3 separate regions of the Columba livia genome follow, and all the other regions are linked to region 1. A link is a contact called in public Hi-C data. All regions are on one chromosome and are shown on one strand. The core of a region is the stretch at or near the end of the contact, and the rest is flanking DNA. Distances in the headings are between cores, read along the strand shown.

Evidence for each region. A called contact is a pair of places that touch in the nucleus more often than the background predicts.
Region 2: a Hi-C map of crop shows a contact between it and region 1, with 2.9 times the contacts expected there. The contact joins the promoter of FBLN5 here to the enhancer-like site in region 1. A contact is called at or near these places in 2 of 2 Hi-C or Micro-C datasets (crop and liver).
Region 3: a contact with region 1 is called in a Hi-C map of liver, with 2.7 times the contacts expected there. The contact joins two enhancer-like sites. A contact is called at or near these places in 2 of 2 Hi-C or Micro-C datasets (crop and liver).

The regions. Positions count from the first base shown.
Region 1 is chr5:17,913,524-17,916,162 of bColLiv1.pat.W.v2, reverse strand. No RefSeq gene overlaps it. Among named protein-coding and RNA genes, the nearest start is that of PPP4R3A, 50 kb to the left of the region's middle. Within about 2 kb of position 1,307, at least 3 of the 3 cell types and tissues checked have an H3K27ac peak away from gene starts, as active enhancers do.
Region 2 is chr5:17,793,598-17,796,236 of bColLiv1.pat.W.v2, reverse strand. FBLN5 (fibulin 5) reads right to left here and starts at 1,299. Exons shown (of 11, transcript XM_005506145.3): 1 at 659-1,299. The coding sequence starts at 675.
Region 3 is chr5:17,834,110-17,836,748 of bColLiv1.pat.W.v2, reverse strand. FBLN5 (fibulin 5) reads right to left here. Exons shown (of 11, transcript XM_005506145.3): 8 at 601-723; 9 at 1-51. Among named protein-coding and RNA genes, the nearest start is that of TC2N, 25 kb to the left of the region's middle. Within about 2 kb of position 1,313, at least 1 of the 3 cell types and tissues checked has an H3K27ac peak away from gene starts, as active enhancers do.

The DNA.
Region 1 (2,639 bases), core at 58-2,557:
CCATCCTGACTGTATATTTTATAACCTTAAATGGAGAGAGATTCTCTTCAAGGAAGATCAGGAATTCATTCTGCCAAGTAGTATCAGCAATGGGGTGGAAGGCAAGGCAGTGGTTTCAAAACCTTCTTGGCTAATGCTATAAATCAGACCTAGCCTAATGTAATCTCTACATGTAACTCTGTTATGAAGATAAGCTGGGCTGGTAAAGAGAAACACTTCGCAATCTCTGTCCATTCTGAGGTGAGTCAGACTTGCAGTGAAGTCCATGTGTTTCCAGCTCATCAGACAAATGCATCAGATGGCTCCTTACTCCAGTGCACTCCTTACCAGAGGCTCTGCAGACACCATAAATCCATTTCTGTGAAGTATCAATCAGAAGAGGCTCCCTACTAGCAGCTTATTCAAACCCTCCATAATGAAGAAAGCAGCAAGTTCCCTCACCTGAGTGCAGATAGCAACATGTGCTGAAATTGCCAAACCAATTTGAGAAGACATACTTCCTTCAAATAAACTGTAAGAGGATACAGGGCTACTTCCTTACCTACTGGAATTGCTTTCATTGGTCTGCAACTCACTAATAGTGGTTGTCTCCGGTTTCAACTTTGGCAGCATCTAATGTGGTGCCTGTGTGATTCGGCAGAGTTCTCCATATAAGAGGCTGGAGCTAATGAGCAATTTGGTGTGTCTGCACAATCCAGTGCTGCTCAGCAACGGCCTGGGACGTTAGCTCAGGTCCCAGGGGACACATAACCCCCGTGAGCGTGGAGGTGGGTTAAACAGTCCTGTTGCACCTTGTGTTTTGCTGGCAAGGACTGGCCCTACCACCTCAGAACAGCATCAGCATGGGGAGCACCGCAGATTCCAGTATGGCTCTTACCCTATTTTCAAATGATCAGTTTACAAGATAATAACAGTGTTAGAATAAATCAAACTCGTCACTGGTTTTGTTCATTTTTCCCCGCTAAAAAGGAAAGAACATTTGAAGAGCTCGGAAAGAGCCTGGGAAAAGTATTGGGGTGTGTAGATGTGCGAGCACAGGGATGGAGCCACGGCTGGGGAAGGGGGCAGCTCGAACTGACCGAAACGGGGCTGGAGGAGGGAATTAAACCTCCCCTCAAATCTCACGATTTATCAGAGTTTGCCACATGGTTTTCGGGCAGTTCTCCGCAGTAGCCACTGCGTGGCAGAAGAGATCAAGACTACGGTCTTCTGAAGGGAGGCAGCGGGGGAAGAGCGCAGCCTGCGGCCGCCGCTGTGGGACAGGCGCCATCTTGTCTGCTTGCTTGTGGGGACCCATAGGGCCGGGGACAAGCACCGGCTGCAGAAATAACTGTTAGGCGAGCTGGCAGTTAATTGCTTCTGAGGGTGCAAAAGAATCCCGGTGAAGGCAGTTCGTTCAGTTAACGGGCAGAGCCAACGGCTGGGAGGAGCTGCCGGCGCGGAGGGTTTGAAGTGCGGCCGCGGTGAAGCTGGTTCTGAGCAGAGGGAGCTGCCTGGACGTGCGTGTGTGGGAAGCCAGGCAATAGAGTAAAAACTGAATTTAAAAATAATCCCCTCAACAGAAGGCAAGAAAGTGGAACTACAGGGACTTCCTGTTGGTGTGATGAGAAAAATTAAATGGCTTTTCCCCTGTTACAATCCAGTGTTCCTTAAAAGAAACAAGAAAATGTGCTGACCCATATTCTCAGCAGAGTAGGGAGCCCTATACTTAGCAAGTACTAGATTTTCTGAAAAACTTGCTTTCAAAACATAATTGTTAACAAGGTCAGATGCCACTAGTAAAAATATTTTCTCCAGACCTGAAAATGAAAGGTTGAAGTGTTGCTGCAAACTCAGGACAAGCCTATAGTTTTAAAATTGCATTTTAAATTTGATTTTCCAGACAATGCATAGCAAGAAATAATAATTTAAAAAAACCCTTTTGTTTTGGGTTGACTAAAATGTTTTCAGTTCTACCCAAACCAAAATAGTTTTCCATTTGTTTAGTTTGGCCACCAAACTGAAAAGCCAATGTGTCTTTATCCACACATAATGGCAAAAGAGACATTTCTGAGGACAAGCAGGGTTTTAATTAGCTCCACTTCGGTATATAAGATAGATGCTGAGTGGAATTACTGTCAGAATATATGTCCTGATCAGGAGTTTAAAAAAAAAAAGCTTTTTTTTTTTTCATGTTATTTTTTTTTATTAGATACTTAAAAGCTTCAGAAGTGAGTCAGGGCCTCTGTGAAGTAATGCTCACATACATAGGGAGAAACGATGGTGCCAGCTCAGAGTGCTTGTAGAAAACAGAAATAAACAGAGCCAGGTAATACGAAAGAAAAGGCAAATATGATTGTCTATTATGTAGTGCTTGTAATAAGCTACAGTCTCAGTGCATTTGCTTAGTTATTGACAAACTAAAAGACAAAACCAAACACCCCAAACCTACATCTCTTAACTAAAGTGTCAAACCACACTTCAGGCAATACCAGATTGTTTAGAGAACGGTGTTGAACATGACCATGGGAAAAATTGATGTTGAAACTTGAGACTACAAAAAAAAACAAAAGCAGAAAACCACTCATATGGATTTGCAAAAGTTTCAGGAAATGTGATCCAATTTTAAGCAAATGTTTTTTATAGAAACCCATGATAAT
Region 2 (2,639 bases), core at 50-2,549, 120 kb after region 1:
TGAACATTAACATACCCAGCAACTGGGCTACGCTCTGTATTATTGCAGAGCAGTGCATGCTAGCAAAATCCCCTATAAAACTGGTCAGACAAAACTCATATGTTTCTAGACAGTCTTTAGTTTCTGTTGTTAGGAGATGATATATTCTTTCCTCTTGGTGGGGGGATGACCTTACTGCCTCAGATGTGTTCTGCCTACAACCACCACTGCAATTTGCTCGGTACTTTAGATCTCAAATCCTCTCAAGAATTATTAGCAGACAAGCAGCACAACTTATCAACACTATATTCAGCTGGTCACAGTAGCTTACCCAGCAGGCAATATATTTTAAACTAGCAATTAACTTCTGCAATAGTGGCTAATTAGTTCAAATCAGTCACTGTAGCCAGTGGGATCGTTTGCTGCTGCGATTCAGCACTCCTGTGGATGCCGCGGCTGCTAAAACGCAGCATATAAGCACAGATCAAGAAGGAACTCGTCAGAGGCAGCACAGCTTTAATAACAGACAGATCGTCTTTCCCCACCTCTGACCACTGAGATCCCGTCTCTTTGCAAATGGCTTTAGCAAGTGGATTGGCATACCGAATCCCTGCCACAGAGTTTTTCCACAAGTAGGTTTCCCTTCAGTAAGTAAAGAAGTTTCATGCATACCACTTACCTTTTTAATCCTTGCATGTCCAAAACCGTTGGGGAAAGGTGGAAAAAAAACAGAGTCTGTGCTGATGAATAACTAGAAAGTTTTTCCAAACATTACCCTCTGCTAGCACTTCAGTTCCTCTGTCATTTATAGTCCCAAGAACGAAATAGCAAGTAATGGAGAAGATCGGGAGCCGTCTGTACCTCCTCAGACACTGGAGAGAATACAGAGAAAGCACCTGGTTTTGCTTAGTTCTCTTCTGTAATTCAGCATTAAACCAATTGGAGGAGGAATGTTAAAAATGAACACTTCATTTTCTAAGTATGTTAAACAATGCAAATGGGGGCCTCAGCCTGGGACAGCTGGTTTAGATTACAAAGCTCACCAACTGGCTAGACTCCTCACAACAACCTCGAGGAGCCTGCCAGGATAAAACACTAACAGCTTGAAGGAAAGCCTCTCCCGCTGCAAACTTCACAGTTAAATGTGCCTCGGAGCAGAGAGCACCGTTATTGGACAGAAACCCTTATCAAGGGACTGGAGAAGGGAAGGGATTGTTTTCCTTGCTCTGAGAACAAAAAAAAAAGTCAGGCTTTTTGGAGGCCCTCTAGCCGGTGTCTCGGATGATGAATATGCAACACTCGCTGCTTCGTGCCAATGGCATACTGATGAAAAGTCTGACCCTCTGGGAGGTGAATAACTTGAATTCATGATGATCACAGCTACAGGAACTATATTGCTTGGGGATTATTTGAAAACAGGAATAAACAAATTAAATGTTCAAAGGAAAACAAATGACTTGTCTACAAACACTGGCCCTTTTTAAACTGACCCCACACTTAAGGGAGTGGTTTGTGAAATGAAATATTTCTCAGGAAATACATATATTACAGATCTCCAGTTATGATTGAGGAGGAAGGAAATAAAGTACTTTTTCAGGTGGTTTGCAGCTTTGCCACAGGCAGAGCCTCAGTAGGTCAAGCAGAACATTTATGAGATGTGAGAGGTGAGCAATCAGATGCTGTGAAGATTATGCTAGAACCAAAGATGAACACTGAAATGAAACACATAGATATTAAATTGAATACTTTGAATTTCTGTTGAGTCTCCTATATGAGGAAACCCTTTATTCCTAAGGAACATGAAATGTCCCAAAAGATAAAAATCTATCATGCATTTCTCTGTAACAGATTAAGAAACAGAAACACGGTTATTATAACAGATATTCATGAAACTGTCCTCTAAGCATGGATGCCCAGTTTGAGACACAAAGACTGAGCTGCTTCATGGTTGCTGAGCACCCACAAGTGATATTGATGCCAATGGGAAGTGCAAGAGCTCTGTACCTTCAACAGTGTCAAAAACAGGAATTGGTGAACTTATTTTAAAAAGATTTCTCAAAAGCTTAATAAAAACTCACACAAGAGATTTCCAAGGAAGCTTTCTGGGCATGTTGTGAGAGGAAAATTTTGTCATGGATCAGAAAACAGGGAAGAGTTAGAAAGCAAAGCCCAGGCAAATTTTCATTGTGGCCAAAGGTTAACAGTGAGTATTCCTGTTCCTCTGTAAGTCCAGTGTTTCTCGGTACACTCAATGATCTGGAGCACTAAGAAGTCTAAAAGTAGCAATGCAGGTGCTCTGAGTATCCATTTGTGTGGATGAAGGCCTTGCCTTATGTACTTGCTGATACCTCACTTGCTGATCCACTGAATTTCTCTCACCATCACCTGGCAAAATCATTGTCTGCATGCCAGAATCACCGTAGGAGTGCAGCACCAGTCTCCTCCCAAAGATTTGCCGCAGACTAAAGGGTTTTGATAGATCAGCCAGCTGGCAGAGGTACGCCAGTGCTGGAGACGGGAGGTGAATCCAGACCTGACCACCTAAGGGGCTCCCCTAAGAAGGAATACTGTACAAATGTTTTGATTTTTTCCTGTCTCCATCTGGCAGCTGAATTGGATAAAAAAATGGAGTATAAAAAGTAGTACCAAACCACAACTTG
Region 3 (2,639 bases), core at 64-2,563, 79 kb after region 1:
ACGTTTGCTGCGGAGTGCAGGTGAAGTTTCTGGTTTCACATTCATTGATATCTAAAACACAAGAAACAAGAGAAAGGGAAATATGTGCAAGACACCACTCTTACAGAACAGTTTCTGTCTAAGGACTTGACCCCAAATTCATAACACTTTTGCACCATGAGAAGTGACCTTTGAATAACTGGCCTCTCTTTTAAGATCAGTTTTTACTCCATTCATTTCTGCTTATGGGAGTGCTCCCATATGGTAAGTGCTGCAAAAACTGGGAAATAAATTGGCTGCTCAAGCTCTCTGACCTTAGAGAAGGGGAAAACTAAAGAGAGATGTGCAGCAGAGAGGAGAGCATCTGAGGGCTTTTCTGTGTAGCTGCTTCTGTGTAGCTGCTTCTTCGTCAGTAAAGTCTTACTTACACCAACACACCAATTGACCTCATTGGGACTATTCACGTGATGACATTCTTACCAGAGTTACATAATTGGCCCCTATGAGTATTTCACTGTGCAATGTCAGGACCAAGCATCTCAATTCTTGGAAAGCTCTTTCCAGACACAAGGCTTATTTTCCGTGCCCCTGGGGTTTTAATCAGCGCAGGAATGTTCTTACCTTGGCAGCTTCTGCTATCGTCAAGCAAGTTATAGCCCGAAGGACAGATACAGTAGTAAGAACCAGGCCCATTCACACATTCGTGCTGGCAGAGGAACTCCGAGAAGCTGCATTCGTCCATGTCTGCAGTGGTAAAACAAAGTTTAGTGTCTTTGGCTTTACAGACAAAAGAGCAGTCCCACAGGCAGGTGACCATCCAGACAATATGCCTGTCACCCCAGCTGGAGGTTGGCACCCTTCAGCTCCCCAGAGATCTTCAGCAACCTGGCAAAATGCTATACAAGTTCTTGGTTAAACATTTTTCTCCCAGGGAAACCAAAGTTTCTGCTGAATACAATGCGGCTTTTATTTATATGTATTTGTTTTTGAATACCTGTCACCAGTTGGACATGTTTTCAGTTGTGTTTTACGTCACAGATAGAGCAACTCCAACAACAAAGCTGCAACTGTAATTTGAAAGGAGAGACTTGGCGGTGGGGTTTCTTTTTTTTTTCCTTTTTTTTCTGGAGAGCAAACTTCCCTTTCCCAGGGCCACATGGGTCCCAGCAGAACTCCTGCAGCCAGCTCTGGCCGTTTTATGTTTCTTAACCTCTAGCCAGTTACTTCCAAGGCATTCCAGCAGGACTACAGAGCTCATCCCAGCTTGGGTCAGATCTACTGGAAGGCCCAGCCATGTCCCAGATACCCAGGAAGCTGAGCAGTCTGTCCAGTCTCTGATGAAAAGCAGAAATTGTGCTCTTTTACCCTTTCACTTATGAACTGACCAGTCATATTCTGCAGAACTGTGCTCGAGTGAGAAAGACGAACTTCAGAGCTGCACATGGAGGCATGGCTGACTGCGGGGAAAACACATGCAAAGGCACTAGACTGAGGGAGGCTGCAGTTAATCATTTCCTTATTTCCCTGTTCAGGGGAAGAAAGAAACAAGGGCCAGAACCCCAGCCAGGAACTCCCAAGTTCTTATTCCCAGCTCTGACATGTTGACTCTCCCAGGCAAGTCACTTTTACTCTTCAGACTGAATTTCTCTTTCTTCTAAATTGGGCTCAGTCCATTTATCCACTTTTAGTGTTTTGTGCAGATGAATTGAAAAGTATTTGGAGTCCAAATATTTTTAAATGGGTTTATTGCTGCAACCACATTAGCAAAATGGTGATGAAAGGAACTCCACACCTACATAATCCTGTTATTGTCCAACTTTTCCCAGAGAGTTCACTGAAAAAAACACCTTCCTGACAAAACATGGACCAAGGGCTGACTCCTTAAAGGGACAAAGTTATCACCCATCGCCTTGAGGTGTCCTAGCCCAGGGTTCCAGCACAACAGATTCATATAACCTGTGCTCAGCTGCTGCCAAGTGCTGGAGGGACTTAAAGCCCTGAGGGTCCTACATGTTTGCTGCTGAGCCCACACAGGACAGACACACCTTTGCTGTTCCTAAACCCTTCTGGCATGCTGCTGACTACCTGCAGAGGACTAGATGTTCGGCATTTCAGAGAACATCTAATGCACATGCAAGGCCTCTGTGATTAGAAAATAACACCAATGTTGGGAAAGTCTGGTTGAAATCTCTGACTCCCTGAACTGGGGCAGGGATTTATCCCATCTTCTAGGTAAGACATCTGCTAGGCCATGGACTGTTGAAGCACATCTGGATCCTGGGTGTCTCACAGGCATGTCTCCTACTAAGGCATTCCCTTTGCAAACCACAGTGATGCCTAGTGATTGGTTGGGAAGTGAAAGAAGCTCATCCAGATAAATTTGGCCTGCTTTGACAAGTATTTTCTCACACAGACTTGTCAAGAAAAGGTTTTCTGCTCTAAATATGAGTGGTGGAAGGTCCCTTTTGCTGGTTTAACTCTGAGACATGAATGAGGCTCAAGTACTACCTTTTCTGTCACCATTTTGTACTGGCAAAGTTTATGTGGCATTGCATTGAGCTTAGCTGGTTGAGGCCCCCAACTAGCTCAGAAGCACATGAAAGGTGCAGGAGTTTAACTTAAAATCAGAAAATCCATTAGAAAGCAGAAAACTTACATTA